2 separate regions of the Gossypium hirsutum genome follow, and region 2 is linked to region 1. A link is a contact called in public Hi-C data. All regions are on one chromosome and are shown on one strand. The core of a region is the stretch at or near the end of the contact, and the rest is flanking DNA. Distances in the headings are between cores, read along the strand shown. Region 1 holds the start of LOC107913540 (V-type proton ATPase subunit a3). Region 2 holds the start of LOC107913547 (BEL1-like homeodomain protein 6).

Evidence for each region. A called contact is a pair of places that touch in the nucleus more often than the background predicts.
Region 2: a contact with region 1 is called in a Hi-C map of leaf, with 1.7 times the contacts expected there. The contact joins the promoter of LOC107913547 here to the promoter of LOC107913540 in region 1. A contact is called at or near these places in 2 of 34 Hi-C or Micro-C datasets (both in leaf).

The regions. Positions count from the first base shown.
Region 1 is chrA13:3,662,869-3,669,045 of Gossypium_hirsutum_v2.1, reverse strand. It overlaps LOC107913540 (V-type proton ATPase subunit a3), which reads right to left and starts at 4,365. Exons shown (of 18, transcript XM_016842162.2): 1 at 3,980-4,365; 2 at 3,539-3,583; 3 at 2,945-3,067; 4 at 2,705-2,812; 5 at 2,140-2,250; 6 at 1,871-2,044; 7 at 628-765; 8 at 242-349; 9 at 1-67. The coding sequence starts at 4,126.
Region 2 is chrA13:3,799,837-3,805,428 of Gossypium_hirsutum_v2.1, reverse strand. It overlaps LOC107913547 (BEL1-like homeodomain protein 6), which reads right to left and starts at 2,806. Exons shown (of 5, transcript XM_016842173.2): 1 at 1,990-2,806; 2 at 860-1,681; 3 at 224-603; 4 at 91-151. The coding sequence starts at 1,615.

The sequences.
Region 1 (6,177 bases), core at 3,116-5,615:
GACATTTCTTTGTTACGTCAAGGCTAAGCATGTTCAGAGAGTGATAGATTGATTTCTCTGTTTTCACCTTCAGGAATTAAAGAAAATATGGTTTACTCACTGAACTTAATCTCGACAATTTAGAACATCAGTCCTCAATGCATCTCATGTGCAAGAGGAAAATATAAGCATATGTTACATAATCTATAAAAAGCTGATAAAAGATGACCATCAAGTAACATTATTTAAAGTTCAAACAGACCTTAAGGTTCCATTGCTCAAACTGATCTCCAATAGTCCGCAATAGATTGTCCCGTTGAAGCAATCCAGCATCTATGGTGGTTTTTAGCTCTGAAATTCTTCCAGAAACCTGAAATGCAAAAAAGATTCGAGTTCCCATGATGCATCAAAATAATTGGAACAAGAGGGGAGGAGTGGATGTTCCTCGTCAAGAAGTAATATTGAAAGAGTGGTCTGTGGAAGAAAGATTTAGGATACAGGCATATTCAGAAATTCTACTTAATACAGAACTGGACAGCCTGGGATGTCCTACAGGAACAAAAAAATTATACAAGCAAGCAGCAGTCTGCCAAACCATTAAGAAAATACAAAAGAGTGACAGTTTAAATAAATAATAATAATCCATACCTCGGTAATCATGAGAGCTTGTTTGCCTAGGTCCTCAGCAAAAGGATAACGATTAGCACCAAAAGCTTCACATATCTTGAGAATTTTGTTTTTTGCCCTTTCTCCAGAGTAGAAAACCACAAATACATTTTTCTCCATCTGCACATTAACATTCAAATCAAATACAACAGAAAACTTGGTACAAGATTAGACAATGATATACTCTTCACAAGTCCATAATTCAGAATCCTAAGCTCGCCTAAACAACACACATAAGCATGACCTGAGTGGATTACACAATAAATCATACACCAAGAGTTGTATTGTTCTCATAAACTAGAAAATTAACTCAGCTTTAACATTTCCAGCTGATTCTTTGCTATTTGCATACATGCTCATATTAATGAACATGGAAACACATCTAGTGGTGTAGATAAAAAAAATACAAATGGAGTCATATTTCAACTTCTGTTTTGTTACACAATATTTTTATACATGTTTATTGAAGAAAAGACTTCTATGTCAAATGCAAAAGTTCTTAGTTTAGAAAAATATAAAGGAAATAGTATCACATTACTTTATTTAGAAGCAAATCAATGGCATGAGATGTTAATTTATATCTGCATTGTGATCATCCATGAATTTTATGAGTCCAGCTGGGTTTCACTTCATTCTTACTAGGTTTAATATTATTTATCTTTTTCTTCTAAAAGATGAAGACAAATGACACATTAACATACAAGAGTAAAATTACAAGAATAATTAAATAAGTTTTAATATACATCAAGAAGAGAAACCAGTAAACAATCCAAACTAAAAAACCAACAATTGGATCAATCAGAAATTTATTAAAATTTTAGCTGGGTCTATATGAAAAATTACAATATACATATACACTATCACCCTATACTAAGTTCAGTTCTTTCAGCATTGAGATTTCAGCATTGAGATAGTCTGTGGTTATGGTCATGAATAAAAGCAATAAATTCTTTGTTTGATACTGTTTCAGAACATAAAATCTAAGCTCTTCAAATAAATGGCACGTTGCCTGCACAAGAACTTTGTTCGATACTCTTTCACAACAAAAAGCCTAAGGTATTGAAATAAATAATTAATTGTCTGCACAACATGATAAAGACTTTGCACATTTGAGTAACATAAAAATATAAGAAACATTCTTTCATGTGCAGTGTGTGATATCCATCAGCATGTTGTGATGCAAATACTTCAAATATATCATTTGTGCCATAAAAATAATTTTCACCTTCTCTCCAGAAACAGGATCGGTGATGGGTTCCTCTGCAGGAACCTGCTTGAGGAACACATTACCCCTGGTTGCACGAAATAAAATCCTCTCAAATGCCATAGATTTTTCCCTAGGAACAAGACCGGTAATAAACCCCAATTTCACTTGCTTTGATAAATCTGTTGTGGTTTCCTACAAATAACAGGGAGATTTTTATAAGTGAAGGTATGACATTATAGATAGATAAGTAGACAGTAGAGGATACTGAAAGAAAGATGGTGCTATACTTGCTCATGCAATAAAGGAGTTTCTAGGGTTTGATCACCCATTTGCTGTGATTCCATTTCTCTCTGCTGAGCTGTAGCACTGCGTTGAGCAGAAGTAAAAAACTCACCAGCCTAAATAGAAAAACAAGTTAGCATTTTATGCAATAATTATAAAGCGTTACAAGCTGAAAGCAAATGAAACTTTAAAAAGAGATATCCACTTGATTGTAGAGATAGTGAAAATTATTTTGAGAAAAATACTTGATGTACAAATAAGAGTAAGTTAACATTCAACACCAGTAAGATATAACAAGAACATAATATAACATAAAAACTACAGAATCAAATTAACTTTTTATCTAAAGAGAATATGAAAAAACATTGTTTATAGACTATCCAATTAGTAGCTCAGTGTCTCAACTATGAATTGTTTTACTCATCCATACATATATAACCTTACTGCAAAAATTAGCAACTTCAATGACCACATGTGTGTTACTGTTTCTCAAGATGTAAAAACAATAGTAGTAACAAGGAAGTGATCCATCACCAAAGCCATCTGATTAGGGCAGCAAACAAAGCATACCTTTTGCAAAACAAGCTTATACTCAAGCAGCTCATTATAACCACGTTGCAATTTGTCACCATTTGCATTCATTTCAACCAGTTCCGCCTCAAGTTCTCCAAGTTTCACCTAAAACATAACAAAAAAAATTGATTTCAATTTAAAAAATGAAAAAGAAAATTAAACATTCTACGTAATAGATGTCGTACCAAAAAATAAAATAAAACAAAACAAAACATTTCTAGATAATAGATGCTGTACCTCTAAGTCATCAAAACCAATATTAGTTTCTCCCAAAGATTTTGCTGAAGGGGAGAAGCCCGCTTTTAGCATTTGCTCCTTGAAAAAACGTAACTTGCGTGCCATCTCTCCGCATCTTTTAATCTTCATGAGAAAAAGATGTTAACAAACAATGACCAAAAATGCGATGGGGAGGTGGAGGAATTATGGGAACAAAATATAGCATGATAAACATTGTTTTTTCAAATAACTGTAGTACTTCGAATACAATAGAAAGGCAGTGGGATAAGATTCGCTGTCTCAAACAAACATCCATCATTTGAGATCCTAAAACATCAGTTGAACTCTTCTAGGACTTCCTTAAACACCAGCATATGCTATATAGTGCATGCAACACATCAAACTGACATTTTGGTTAGGTGATGCAGTAGATTTGGTTCAAGAGATCTAATATTATTTATTGCCAACATTTTTGAGCCAGTGAAACTTCTACTAGCATAAAATTCCCGACAGTGTAGCTCTTTAAAGTAGAAGCAAAAGAAAGAACGAGCAGCATCACAATGTGTTAATTGCGAATATATCAAACATACTACTGAAAAGCAGCAAAGAAAATACCTGAGCAGCATAAGTTCGCTGAAATGGACTCTTATCCGAATTGAGCTGCAAAATATCACAATTTAAAAAAAAAAATCAGTCCTAAATCTCCACCGATTGATCCATCAAATCTTGAAAGAAAAGTCAAAATAAAACTATCTTCTCATGAAAATTTATTTAAAAGAAAGTAGAAAAAGAAAGAAATTGATGCATAAAACAAAAACCCTAGCAGTCGCAATCATTAAAAAAATCCGATAAACCGATCTCAACCACAAAGAATTTCCGGCACATAGTTCAAGTCTAGGGCTGCCATGAACTAAAACAAAAGACTCAAGCACCGATAATCCGGTTCAATTCCGAAGTAGAACAAAGAGAGAGTACAGATTTCGATAGCAACTGAGCATCCATCAAAAGACAAAGCATGAAGAAGTGTCGGACAAGTAAAAAGACAAGTGTACAGACATCTTTGAATTGAATGAGACCGAGGTCGCCGAGGTAAGACACGGTGAGGTGAGCGGACTCCATGGGGATAATGAGCTGGACCAATTGCATCGCCTCCGAACGGAACAGATCCATCGGAGGGCAGCATCCTCCTCCACGGTCTCCCATCGAGTTCCAACTCCGTTAGATGACTGTTGATTTTTTTTCCGATCACACGAGAAAAAGCAGAGCGAGATGGATCTCTCGAGAGAGAGAGTAATTTTTGCTTTTGGATTTGGTTTGTGGAGTTCAAATAATTCAGCGCGTAGTAAAAGCCAAAGAAAAATACGGTCACGGGGAAAAAAAATTAAGGAAACCGGGAGATGGTGTTTGTAGATTGTAGAGATTTCGTCCTCTACTTCCTTACTACCACAATCTTCCACGTAAGCCTTTTCCTTTTTTACCGTTCTAGTTGTCTTAAGATTCCTTTTCTTCTGGTTTTTTTTTTCTGTAAAAAGTTAATCCTAACATTTTACCACCAGGTGATGGTTATTGGTTGAAACTTGAAATGGAAATAAATATATGATCATGCTAAAAAAATCCCTGTAAAAATTATTGTTGAAAATTAGAATGGTAATAAGTATATGGCCAGGCTAAAATAACCCTGTAAAAATAATTAAATTTTAATTAATTTTAAAATTGAAAACTGTAATTAATCGAGTAAATTAATTGAAAATAGTTGAGTTGGTTTTCTGAGTCACGAATACACCTGTTTATGGTCGGGTTATCCATCTAGACTCGAAGGTCTGCTCAAAGTTTGAAAGGGTTTGGGCAAAATACTAAACTCGAAAAATGAGTTTGGGTAAGAAAATTAGGCTCGTTTTATTTTTTTTCAAGCGCATTTTTCGGACTTATATTTTTACTCAAATTTTTTACGTTTTAGATAAATCTTCGAGTTAGATGACCAAACCCATGAACGGGTCTAATTTCACCGCAGGACACAATCCTGATGTGCCATGTGACGAAAATAACCCCATAATAGTTGTCTTTGCTCTTGAGTAGTCAAAGGACTTTATTAATTGAATTTTTTATGTTCAAAAACTGAATTAAGTACCAAAAATAATTATAGGGGCTTGATTGATTTTCTTAAAAAAGTTTATGAACTTTAACCACCCTTTAGCCTTTTTAATAAATTATAATTTTCTGCATTTTTAATAAATTTCTAAACTTGTTATAATATTTCAATAGTTTTTAAACTTAATCAAAAAGTAATTAAAAATCAATTAAGCCATTAATAAATAATTAAAAAGTAAATAAAGCTCTCTATGTCAGACAATTTTTCACATGAAATACTATGTCAGCTACCATATCATCATTTCCTCTATGTCTATTACTACTACATTATCATTCAATGGCTCATTAATGGTTCTAATGAAAAATTATATCTCAAGGACTTAATTGATTACAATTTTCAATCAAATAACTTAATTGATTTTTTAATTACTTTAAGTGAGTTTTTTTAATATTTAGACCTAAATATATTTGATGGTAGGGGTTCAAAAATCAGTTGTTTGTTTGGCTTTTATACATAATTGATTTAATTGATCAACTTTCAATAATAATAATCAATATTGTTTTTAATTGGTTTATTTGAATCAATTTAATTTTAAGTTGATTAATTGATTTTTTTTCTTGTTTTACATAAATTAAAATAACATATATTATAAAAATAATATATATTTAACTTATACACAATATATTTAGAATAATTAAAAACATATATTAAACAGCTTAAATCCGATTTAATTTTGAATTTCAATAATCAACCCACTTTTCATTTTAACTAAGCCCTTAATCAATTTAATGAATATAATCGGTTTAAAAAAAATAGAAAAGGTTGATTATAATGCTATTTAATGAGTTTTTTTATAAAGAAATTATCTAAAATTTAAATATTTACAATTATGATTTTCAATTCATAGAAAGAACTTCTCATTCTTCAAAATTTTTTTCATAAAAAAATCTGATAATATTTGCAGAAATAATCACAATTATTCCATTTTCAAAAATTTGTCAATTCAAGCCAAGTTGGATGCAATTAGACCAGCAAAATTCAATAACAAAGCTTTTGGGATGAAGATAGTCTTGTATTGCGTAAAATGATTATTTTTATAAACCTCAATAAATTCAATTTTTATCCACATCCAATATGATAAAACTAATTTAAATTCAAATATTAA
Region 2 (5,592 bases), core at 1,557-4,056, 140 kb before region 1:
CAGATAGTTTCGAATGAACACTCCTCGCACCAAACAATTTGTTATAATCGAATTCTAGAAACCACTGCTAATTGCGTCTGCTTTAATTACCTGACTTCTAGTTAAGCCTGTCTGTCTTGCTAGCATGATCTTATCAGAATCCTTCGGGTAGCTGGAAGACAATTGAGATAGCAGTAAGTACAACGTTGAGAAATCAATGAGGGAAGTGTTTTGTTGAACTTACGGATGAAGAAAATGCTCAAATAGCCAAGCACGAAGTATTGAAACAGAGCTTTCGGGCAGCCCTCTCTGAGGCCTCCATGCATGTTGTTGCATCATACCAAACTGCTGAAGAGCTCTCTGTTGCCTTAGCTGCTGATCCACATAACGCAGTCGAGTAATTCTTAATTCTTTACTGTTTTCCGAAGCATCCAGTTCCCCTAGACTTGTACGTGTTGCCTGAACTTGACCATTAATGGCATCTCGCAAACACCGGAAGTGGCGAGATATAGTCTGTAGTGCAAGTGCAGTGTAAGGCTTAGAAGCTCCACACCCTGCTAGCGCATCAAACGAGGATACCACAATCTGCATCTGATGATAATACTGTTTATACCTTCGATCAACCTGAAATAATAACCATTCAACATCAAACACAATCAGAAAAAACAAACACAATAAAACAGTAAACACAAAACCAAGAGAATAGGCCCAACCCAAAGCTTCTGTCCGGAAAAAGAACAAAGTAACACAAACAAATCAAACAACTCAAACGAAGCTTCTGTCCGAAACCATAACGAAAAAGATTCAACTAGGACTCCAGCTGCAAGAGTTTCTCCAGAAAGCTTACGGGAAAATGTGATTACAGTTATTTGAATCTTACCTCATCCAACATCGACAACAACTTCGTTAACTTGCTTTGTAATTCTTGTCTTTCAGCATGTGAAAGCTCTTTTGGAGAGTTGATGGAGGATTCTTGCTGGTTTGCAGGCACATTCTTTGAACCCCCATCATCTTCCTTGGAACTCTTCACCCGATTTTCTAGCGAGTTCCGGTTTTTCTCTCCATCGGGCTGCTTTAGAGCCTTTTGAACATTAACAACTTCATCAAGCAGTTGTTGTGCTGCCTTGAGATACTTGGAATTAGGAATAGTTCTTACCATACTTGACATTCCAAATGCGGATAATTCCCCTTTGTTTGACTCTTGATTACCACTAGGAAAACCCGAACTGGGGTTTCGATAAGGGATTTGGGTACCAAGGCTTAAAGATAATCCTTGACCTTGCAAGTTTTGGCCATCATGACCGATGCCAGAAGTACTGCCCATTAGATGCATAGCTGGCATTTCATTTCTACCATCCCTCCAACCACTGAAATCCTGCTCTCTCGAGCAATCGAGGTTCGACAAGATTTGTTGCTGCTGCGAAGTTGCAGCTTCCACGGTCGGAATCTCAACACAGTTGTTTTGCTGCTGAGAATTCCCAGCAAATGCATCTGAGAATGACCCTGAACTCATATACAACATCGTATTACCAGGAAGAACCGGTCCCTCTAGAAACGAACCAGGCATCGATTCCCTTAAATAGATCATCGGTGCAGTATCTCTTTGATTATCAGAACCCGTGTAATAACTAGCCATATTTCTCTCAATCTCGAAACGTTCCTCGCTCCGGTTCAAGTCAAATTACATAGTCATGAAATCGAACTGAAATAGGCAAATGAAAGGACTACTATCATAACCAACACTGAAAACTTTGAAGTTTAAACAAAAGTATAAAGAAGAATATATGAAAAATACACGGGAACTAAAAACAGGAATCCAGGAACATAAAAACAAAACTCAAACCAGGGGAAACATGATAAAACAGGATACGAGAAACAAAGTAGATGAACTGAGAAACAAAGAAGACAACAAAGAACTGAGATAAACCCCAAAACCTGCAAATCCCAACAAAAAAAAAACCTTCACAAAAGGGAAAGAAAGTGAAGAGAGGAACATAGGGGGAAAAATACCTGGAAACCGGTAACAGTTGCTGAAGTTATAGGGAACAGGATTTCTCAAAGACACCACCCAATCTGCTGAGCAAAATCCTTAAAAAAAACCAAACACTTTGTGATCCCAAGAACACAGAACAACCCAACACTTCACTTTTTCATCGAAAATTTTGCACATGAAAATTCTAAATAAAAGAAAAAAAACCTTAGCTGTGTGTTGCTCCAAATAAAAGGATAACGATAGCAATATTCAGACTAAAGGGAGGGGGAGGGGAGAGAAAGAGGTAAAGGAAATGGCAATGAATGAATTACATCACTTTTTTTTGGCTCATCTTTCTTTTTTTTACTAATCATATATATTCTCCATCCATCATTTCCATTTCAAACCCCACGTGAGAGATTTCACTCATAATCTTGGAACCCTATGGTCCTATATACCATTAATGATACCTTTCACCCTGTAACTGTTTATCTCTTTTTTTGAGAAATAAAAAACAAGGGAGGAAAAATATAACTTTTTAGTTTCCAAAGGCTCTTGCTTTAAAACCCAGTTTCCTTCTTTTTTTGTTTGAAATTCTTACTCTTCGTTCTTCATCTTCATCTTCTTTGGGTGTTGTTGAAGATATGTTTGGTTAAGGAGTTCTATCTCTTAACTACCAGTTGGTGGACCTAAAAAAAAAAAACCTCCCTTAAACCCCCCCTTTTTTTTTGCTTTCATGGCCATCTCTTTCAATCCCCTCTGCTGTCTCTCTCATCTTTCACCATGGAAGCTCTCCGGCTTCTGTTCTTCAGCTGCTGCAATATCTATCCTATCCATCATTAAACACCCATTTTCTATTCTTTCATTTTTTTCTTCTTCTTTATTTTGTATTTTTACTTTTCAGGTTAAATTTTACAACTGATCCCTACACTCAGTATTTTTGGCCAACTTAGTCCATTCACTAATCTTCTATTTTTCAAAATAATGTAATTTTTTTTCAACCAAAAATGATAAAACATTCCCATTTATCAATACTAATTATGTTAAAAGTGAAGGTAATGAAAAATTGCTAAAAGTTTTGTATGAGTTTCAGTAAACATTGGCACACCGACTTTTTTTCTGTTAGATACTATCTTAATTAAACGGTCTATAGCTAGATTTCTCTCTCTCGATATATGTATCTTTTTGTTGATATCTTTGCACATCCAAATTCAACTTATAATCGTTATTATGGACTAACATATACATAAAAGTGAAAATACTTGTCAGGTAGTTTATTGTAGTGTACAGGTAAAATTAATTTTTTTATTATTAAATAGATTAATTTAATTTTTATATTATTAAAAAAATTGATTTAAGTTAATTTTTAATAGAATTAATACTTATTATTAAAAAATACCCAAAAAAACAATTTTTTCAACTGTAATTTTAATTCTAAACAAAATATTTCATTTATAAAATTATAAAGTTTCAAAAATATTAACTGCACTAAATAGTAAATGATAAATTTTGATAAAAAATATTAATTCTAGTAAAATTTAATCTTATTTAAATTTTTAATAATATAGTCACTAAATTAATCGAATTAATAATTTTGATTCCTATAAAAGGACCTATAAGATATTTTCACCCCTCCACAAAATTATCATTTGCTTTAGAGCCTTGTTTACCTGTATTTACTTTTTTTAGGTTAAATTTTATAAAAAGTCCCTATACAATGTATTTTTGATAAATTAGTCCTTTACTAATCCTTTGTTTTTAAAAAAAAAACTATCTATTTTCAAACTCGAGATCATAGTGAGATTAAATCCGTAAAAATGTGTACAATATTTTTTTATCTAAAGCTATCTTATATCTAGTAATCATATTTTTCGAAATCAAATCAAATTGAATCTAATTTAAAATTTCTTCCCAATTTTATTTTTTTATTTTATATATTTAATTTTTCTACCACAAGATATTGACTTTGTGAAAAAATTTCTTGTGAGGGACGATGTTGAAATTTTAAATTTTATGAAACTCACCTATTTTAAATTGTATTTTATTTTATTTGTGAAAGGCGAGCCAGCTGGTGCCCATGTCACGCTACTTTTTGTCTTTTCTTCTAACTAATGCTTTAGTTAATGGAAAAAAAGGGAAAAACTTAATGCTTTAGTTTAGGGACTCGATCATACTTTGCTTTATTTATGCTTTTACCCCCTTAATTTTTTCGTTAATTCATAATTATGCAAATTATTTAAACAATTTTTTGCCTGGAATGGATTTGTTTAACCTCAAGGTTTGGTTGCAATGTTTACATTTTTATTAAATATATATTAATTATATTTAAATGTGTTCCATAGTTTGTATATATTTAAAAAATAAATTTATTTTTAATAAATTATCATTAGTTGGGTGACGTGGTCTTACCATGACTTCAAAAACTGATCAACAATAGGTTAGTAACATAATATAGGGTGATTAGGCATGTACTATATATAGGTAAATTCATTAATTCGTTCGATGAATGAAATCATATAATTTAAGAAAAAATAATAAATATTTTGTCATGGATGGTGAAGGACAAGCTACATTAATAGTATATTATGACATGTTGACAATTGGCTTTGTCATAATTCAAGTATGACATATCTGAATTGATTGCAAACACTTAATACAATAAGGAAATCAACCTCGAATAGTCCAAAGTGACGAGCAAAAATCGACAAAAGAATCGAGTATTCACCAAACTAGAGAGGATGACAACAAAAGCATCCCTAAAATCACTTGTAAAATTAAGATTACATGCATAAGCAATACCAAAAAAACATGCTACAAGAGCAAACAAAAAATTCTAAACTGGAGACTTATTAAACAATGGAAAAGCAAACAAAAAAAAATAAAACTTAAGACAACACGTGTCTAAATCGACTCGTGAAATCATTTATTATTCCGAAATACTCTCAAAACATAAACAAATTTAGAAGTTGACGGAGAGCTACTCACTTTTCTAGAAAAACTACTAGTGGCCGATGAAGTTTTAGCGAACGACAGGTACCGTCATCTGTCTATCACAGGTATTTGCAAACTGAAAAGAGAGCAAACATGTGTAGTGAATGAGAAGAAAGAAAGGGTTGATGAGAAAGGAGAAGACGAGAGATAACCAACTCGAAAGCTGACACCGTCACTAGACAAAACAAAAAATAAAAATCAGACGAATTAAAAAATTTTAAAAATTATATGTTTTTTTAAAACGTAGGTATGTCAAATCAAATTACTAGAACTAAATTTAAGCTTAAATTTAAGTAAAAAATAAGCTATATTTCAAATACCAAACATCTTTTATATATATATCTATATATATTATGTATTTCTAGAAGCGCTTACCATGCTCCAATTTCAAACAATGCCTGTTCTACAAAATTAAAATTATGCTATATTATGTTTGGTATTCTTTTTCATGGAAAATGCACCAAAATTTTCTCAAATAATTTTCAACTAATTGACCACAAAATAGCAAGGATGCACCATAGTTGAGCAATTGGACCCTAAAACAAGCTGCATAAATGTATAACATGATTCAATTTTTAGAGGATTGCTGGTGTGGGTAATATTAAATTATTGTAAGTTACACTAATTCAATGGAAGATAATATAAAAAAA